Linked DNA regions of Sus scrofa: region 2 is linked to region 1. The links are chromatin contacts, called in public promoter capture Hi-C maps. All regions are on one chromosome and are shown on one strand. Each heading gives the region's core, a stretch centred on a gene start, on an enhancer-like site or on the middle of the called end of the contact. The rest is flanking DNA. Distances are from core to core; before and after follow the strand shown. Region 1 holds the start of EXOC1 (exocyst complex component 1). Region 2 holds the start of SRP72 (signal recognition particle subunit SRP72).

Region 1 (3,499 bases), core at 906-3,405:
TCAGCTCAGCACTCATGACTGCACATCTGGGGAAGATCGGGTAGTTCATGGCCAGGGGTAGCAACCTTTGATCAAAGGTGGACAGGAGTTCCTGTTGTGGCTCAGTGGGTTAAGAATCTGACTAGTATCCATGAGGATGCAGGTTCATTCCTTCTCCTCACTCAGTGGGTTAAGGATCTGGCATTACCACAACCTGTGGTGCATGTGAGAGATGCCACTTGGGTCCAGCATTGCAGTAGCTGTGGCACAGGCTGGCAGCTGCAGCTCCAACCCCCAGCCTGGGAACGTCCATATGCCACAGATGAGGCCATTTAAAAAAGAAAAAAAAAAAAAAGGTGGACAGGAGCTGATAATCGTTTCTTCCATTCTCACTTTCAGTGGACAGTTTTGACTCATGAAGCTTCTTAGAAGGTCCAGTGAAGTTTGAGATGCCTCACAGATATCCAGGTGGAAATGTTGGGGAGGCAGTGGACACAAAGATCTGGAGTTTAGGGAAGAAGGCTGGGATTCTGAAAAGTGATTCATTTCCCAATGTTGAGGGCTGCAAATAGGTTTAAAACTAAACAAAACCAAAGATAATAGGACAAAACAGCACACACAATTGTCATAGAAAGGGTGTCCACAGTAAGCTTCTGGGCCCAAGCTGGAAGGATCTAAGAGGTCTTTAGGATGATTCGACTAGATCAGATCCTGCTCTAAAAGGGAAGTCATTCAGTGGAACTGGAAAGCATTTCAAGTAGCACTGCCTGGAGCATATTGATCTCGGTAGCAAATGAGTCCCTACTATCCTTGCTGTTCTCCCACCAAATTCTATCTTTGCACAGCTTATCCCTTTCTCAGTGATTCAATCTCAGCAAAGTGAGTTACTCCCTCTTCTGCATTCCCATGGTAATTTATCTCTTTTTTTCCATTTGAACAGTGGGGAAGAATGAGGCAGAAGCCAGAGCAATGAGATTGCAAGCAGTGTTTATTTACCAACAGATTGATCAGGAGCTCTGAGCAGGCAAGGCTCAGGACCCCCCCACCACCACCACCACCACAGGGGAGTGCTTGGTCTTTTATAGACAGGGGTCGTTTTGTTGAACCATGTAGTCTGTGGCCTCTGGGCTATCTTGGCTTTAGGAATTCATTCATTACATGGGCCTGTTGTATAAGAAGGAGTCTGCAAGTCTGGATTTGGCTGGGTTATGCAGATTTTTTTTTTTTTTTTTTTTCGGTCTTGTTTCATTTTCCACCTAAGATTTTCTTCTTTTGTTGTTTGGTTTACCTTACTAGGCTGTACTTTATCCATCTGTTTAATCACCTCCCCAATCACAGTGAGCCCTCTTTTTAGTGGGATCCCTGTCTTTGTAGCTCCAGCACCTAACTCAGCGCCTGGCATTGAGGTGACACTCTTTGTAAAATAAAAGAATACTTGCATGAAGGGGTCCCTGCAGAATCCTTGCAAAGGACTGTTTGCAACTAGAGCAAAGAAATCACTCCTTTGAATTACTGGCACATTTTATGTGCCCTGTTTGGTCTTGCTGTATATGTATTTGTGTCTATTTTGTTTGGCCCTACCACACTGTAAACTTCTTCAGGGTGTAATTCATGCCCCAACCACCTCCACACCTGGATCAAAGTGCCTGGCATCAAACAGGTGCCAAGAATATGGTATAAGTGCCAAGAATATGGAATAAGTCACTTGCCTTGAAACCAGCAACATTGGCAATCTGGGCTTCTCAAACTTAAATGAACACAGGCGTCACCTTGTTAAGAGGCAGATTCCCATTTAGCAGATCTGAAGTAGGCTGGGGAGGCTGTATTTTCTAAAGAAGCCCAGTTGATACCCAAGCAGCTGGTCCACGGACCACGTTTTTAATCAACCGCACCAATTCTGATTTAACTTAAACTCCATGCTACGAATAGCAAGTATCTAGAGTTAACAGAGCTTTACATGTACAAAAACGGACACATTTAATCGGATCTCTTCTTAAATCAAGAGCAGAGCTGAATCAGTAACTGTTCAAGAAAAAGTAACAGGTAGCACCAAGCCCCCAGGTCCTCAGTCAGCTGCCAGGCGATGAGGCTCCGCCCCCGCCGGCCCTGGACGCGCCCCTCCGGCGAGACTGGCCCCACCCCCTCCCCGGGCCCCCGCCGCGTCTCCTTTCTTCTCTTCCTGCCCACTTCCGGCGTGGAGGCGCGTCAGGTGCCCGGAAACGGGAAGTGGGGACAGAAGGCCTCCTTCCGCTGGCCGCTCAGCTGAGGGGCGCGTCCGAGTAGCGGGTCCGCGGGGGCCCCGTCTTGTCGTGGTCTTGGAGGACCTGCCTGGGCATCGCCGGGCTCGTCCGGCCTTGCGGTAAGCCTTCGGCGGCGGAGTCCAGCAGTGCCGGCGGCAGACGGGCGGACCGGAGGACGCCGAGGGGTGCGGCGGGTCCTGGGTCCTGCTGCCGGCCCGGCGCCCCGATTGGGTACCGCTGCCGTCCCTCCCGCCAGACCCTCTTCTCTAACCGGCCTGGGCGAGGCGCAGGGTCCAGCCGCGCACCCTCAACCTCGCTGTCCCTGGGGTTGGGAGGGCAGTGCTCACGGCCCTCTCCGGTCCCGCCCGTGGGCTCCACATTTCAGTGCGAGACAGCGCTGACCGTCCGCTCCCCACTGTGGGTCCGGAGAGGGGGCGCGGCAGTGCCTTTCCCTTTTGGGTTCAAATCCCCGCTTTCTTCTTAGTCTCTTAAGTGCACTTCCCCGTCTCCGTGCCTCGCGTTCTCTTCGGAGGACAGTAATCCACGCGCTAAAATGTCCAGGAGCCTCCAGGGCCCAACCCATACCCGCTGACAAGGCCCTCTTGCTGCCAGGCGTTTATCACACACTAACGATCCAGCCGGATTTAGGGAAGCAGGAGCCAGCACAGAATCTTGTGGCTGACTCCCCAGAACGCTGTCAGAGTGGGTGCTTTCACCTGGAAAAGTTTGGACGGACCTCTAATGATTTATCCACTAACAAAAAAAAAAAACCCTGTAAAGACTGGAGAGTTAATCACTCTACCCTTAGGATGCAGCTGCCATTGGAGGCATGGCTCTCCTGTCTTCGTGGTATGTCTGTCGTATTCGCCGCTGTAAGCTAGCACCGTGCCTGGCACTTAGGAGGCACCAGTATTTGCCGAACGAATGAGGGTCACATAGCGCTTTTCATTATGCTCCTTTAACTCCTTTATGAACCATGCCCAGTCCCTCTTGTTTTACCACTTCCCATGCAGTCAGTCCTTGCTTTGGACCAAAGAGGGTCTGTGTGGTCAATGCTAGCCCCTATGAGTCATCCATGTAATCATGGATTTACTGTCCAGTTCAGGTTACCTGAAGAGGTACTCCTTCAGTTCCTACTAAGAAAGAACATAGAGCTATGCCTGCCCCTAAGCCCTCTCTCTTTCAGGAGGGTTCTTGAGGTCCAGGAGCTTGTGAGTTTATGAACCAGTTAGGTAGCAAGTGCTTGATTGTGTAGGCAATGCAGTAAGAGCTTTAGCAGT
Region 2 (3,640 bases), core at 778-3,277, 540 kb after region 1:
AATCCTGTGAAACTGAATTGTTATGATCATTATACAACTACAGATGTGATAAATTCATTTGAGTAATAAAAAAAAAAAATGGCAGATTAAGGAGTTCCCATGCCTCAGTAGTAATGAACCCAACTAGTGTCCATGAGGATGAGGGTTTGATCCCTGGCCTTGCTCAGTGGGTTAAGGATCTGGCATTGCTGTGAGCTGTGGTGTAGGCCGGCAACCATAGCACTGATTTGACCTTGAGCCAGGGAACTTCCATAAGCTGTGGGTACAGACCTAAAAAGCCACCCCCAAAAAATGCAGATTAAATTCATACATTTATGTCCTGTTTGCACAAACACCATTACAAATGAAAAAAGAAAGAGAACCATATGAATCCACAGCAGAGGAATTCTAAGGAACTTTCTAGAAGCTACAAAGTATATAGTCTACAGAAATGCAAATTGTGAATCCTTACATAAAGTCAGCCTTCTGAAAAGGCACTACTAAGACAGTGATTCTTAACTTTTGGGGTGGAGGTGGGCAGGGGGAGAGATGATATAAATTTCTTTGGAGAATTGGATGAAAGCTACAAAATCTTCAGAAAAATTCCCACAAAGTTTCGGGTACACCAAATATCATCTAGAGCTCTCTGCATCCATCTGAAAGTCAGATATAAATGGCTTGAAACGTGTGACAGTTATGCAGGCAGCAGAGGTCCACAGCTCTCCTGGTGATTTGTACTAACTCACAAGAGATCGTACCCTCCTGAGGCAGAGTTCACTGGACCATTAGTGCCGTTTCTCCACTGCACATAGGGACCACAGATGGAATGTGCCAGGCGCCATGGGACATAACCAGGAGCTGGACATCGCTTCTGCTCACAAAGAACGCAAAGAGTAGGGGAGAAATAAGTAAAAGTCCATTCAGTTAAAAAGTAGCGTTCCAACTATAGGCCAGGAAACGTGCTAAATCCTAGGGCCACTAGGAATTGTAGTCCCTGTGGAGAGACGGACCTTAAACGAGCAGTGCTCAGGGTAGAGAGCTCCAAGAGGGTGTCATGGGGGAACTGCTGCGCAATCAGAGTGCTAACTTGTTCTCTGGAACCAGAAGGACACAGCGATATAGAAAAGGCATTAGCTAGGCTGCTGGGAAAGAGGCGGGGAGTGGCAGGAAGCGGTAAGATGGTGCCAAAAATGGGTCTGCAGAGGAGGCGTTCAATGGAAGAGCCTGTCATTCTCCGGAGGAGCACACTCCTTTAGGTACTCGGTCCTGACCCTCAAACACATCCTAACCCCTACATTCCTGTGTCACTCCAGCGCTTATTGTGCCCGGATGCGTAGGTATCATTTATCCTACAACCCTGATACGTCACCCATACTTTATGGTGGCGAAAACTGGGACTCTGACATCCCGCTCCGTCAGACATCTGGGGGGTCGCAGAGCCAGGAATGGTACCTGGGTATTCTCGCTCCAAACTCATTACCCTTCGGGCCTTAGTGCCCACTGCTCCCGACCTGGCAGCCGAGGGGGATTCACCAAACATGCTTGGCGCCTGGAGAGTCTTTGCTTTTTCTGTGCCTTTCCTCATGTTCGCTTCTCCGCCTGGATTACCCAGAACCAGCCCCAGGTTTTCCGAATCCCCTGCCCAGACCCCCTTCGGACGGTGATTCCTCGGGGCAGTTCTAGGCAGCAGGAAGCCGACTCGGCCCTGCCCTCCCCTAGCGAGGCCTCCCACGGCTTCCAGCAGTGCTTCCCCACCACACAGGCCTCCCCTAGGCTCCGGGGACTGCTGCCCAGCTCCGCCTCTGCAGGCACGCTGCGCCGCCACCACCCCGGAAACGCACGTTGCGCCGCCGCCGCCCCGCTACCCGCCCCCCCGCCCCGGGCTTCAGGGGTTGTTCCTCCAACCCGCTCCAAGTACGGCGCATCGGCTCTGTCTACGTGCACTCCTAGCTCTACGAACCACGCCGGCGGAGCCGACACCGCCTCACGGTTCTGGGTGCCTCCGACCCCCGAGCCCCGCGGCCCCGGCTTCCGCTTCGCGCGGACCCTCCGCATCCTCTTCCGGGTCAGAGGTCGCCCGCGTCCCCGCCAAGATGGCGAGCGGTGGCGGCGGTGGGGGGGTGTCGGTGCCTGCACTCTGGAGCGAAGTGAACCGTTACGGCCAGAACGGCGACTTTACGCGCGCTCTCAAAACCGTCAATAAGAGTAAGTGCCCGCGTGGGCGCCGGGGCCGGGGGAGCCGGCCCGCCGGGAGGATGCGGCCTCCTTCGGGGGCGCGTGACCACCTCCCGGCAGACCCGGGGAGGGGAGAGCCCACCGCCGCCGCGGCTGGAGCGCCCAGCGGACGCGGGACGCAGCCCCTCCGCGTCCTGGCCGGCCCTGGGTCCGTGGCGGCTTCAGGCCACGTTTGCTTCCCTCTCTACCTTCTGCGCGAGGCCAGGGCATCTCTGAAGGGACTGCAGCTGCCGGAGTCCCCTCCAAGGTGTTTTTATTACACTGCACTGTTTGCACGTCCAGTCTTGCAAATGCTCCATTCCCATCGCGTCCTTTTCGCCCGCCTTTTAGCGGGGTGATGAGACAGTATCGCTGAGGGGCCTGTTCTCTTGGGGCGCAGCGCGGGGAGGCAGCGCCTAGGACACGTCATTGGGAAGCTAGCACTGACGAGGTGGAAGCCGCACCCACTCGGGGTAGAGGCTCGGGCTGGATCCGACGTCCGCAGACAGGCCCGCCCCACACCAGAAAAAGAGTGTGTAAAAGCAGTGACGTTTGAAATAACCTTGCAAAGCAAAGTTTATCTGATCATTTCGAGTCAGCTCCTCCGATATGACGTTCAGCCCATATTTTATCCTTCGTCATCCAAGTGTAATACGGCCATGCTTTTTAAGCTCTGTCGAGGTAAATTTTTACCTGAAGATATTCCCTGTATTTGTTAGGTGTGGAAATGTAGTTACAGAAATAACATACGAGGTATTTCTGTAACATACAAGTGTGAATTTTCAACAGCCTTTACTGTTCATCCTTTAACAGTGGGTTAAGGATCTGGCGTGGCCGTGAGCTGTGGTGTGGGTCGCAGACGCGGCTCGGATCCCAGCGTTGCTGTGGCTCTGGCGTAGGCCTGTGGCTACAGCTCCGATTAGACGCCTAGCCTGGGAACCTCCATATGCCTTGGGAGCAGCTCAAGAAAAGGCAGAAAGACAAAAAAGAAAAGAAAATTGAGATTTGGCAGTCAAATGACTTGTCCAGGACCTCAAGGCATTAGTGACAACCCTGTACTCAAAGCTGACATTTGCTTCCAAGTTCTATGTGAACTTTTTTCTTTTGCTGTGAAGTAATGAAATATGTATGATGTAGCGTGTGTCCCAAGATGAAAAAGCTATAGTAAACAGCTTCATTCTTGCTTCTTCTCTTTTTTTATTGGACGTTTATTTATTTAGTTACTTTGCCTTTTGTCTTCTTAGGATATGGAGGTTCCCAGGCTCGGGGTCGAATCAGAGCTTGTTGCTACCATCCTACACCACAGCTCACAGCAACGCCGGATCCTTAACCCACTGATTGAGGTCAGGGATTGAACCTGCAACCTCATGGTTCCTAGTTGGATTCGTTTCCGCTGAGCCATGATGGGAACTCCCATTCTTGCTTCTTTATTTCACTTTGCTTTTTT

What was found. Promoter capture Hi-C pulls out the DNA fragments that hold promoters and counts their contacts.
Region 2: a contact with region 1 is called in a promoter capture Hi-C map of liver, with 5 times the contacts expected there. The contact joins the promoter of SRP72 here to the promoter of EXOC1 in region 1. A contact is called at or near these places in 1 of 5 promoter capture datasets (liver) and 2 of 2 datasets of contacts at active chromatin or transcription factors (alveolar macrophages and skeletal muscle).

What each region holds. Positions count from the first base shown.
Region 1 is chr8:55,187,211-55,190,709 of Sscrofa11.1, forward strand. EXOC1 (exocyst complex component 1) reads left to right here and starts at 2,156. Exons shown (of 19, transcript XM_003356946.4): 1 at 2,156-2,338.
Region 2 is chr8:55,727,175-55,730,814 of Sscrofa11.1, forward strand. SRP72 (signal recognition particle subunit SRP72) reads left to right here and starts at 2,028. Exons shown (of 20, transcript XM_021100536.1): 1 at 2,028-2,184. The coding sequence starts at 2,073.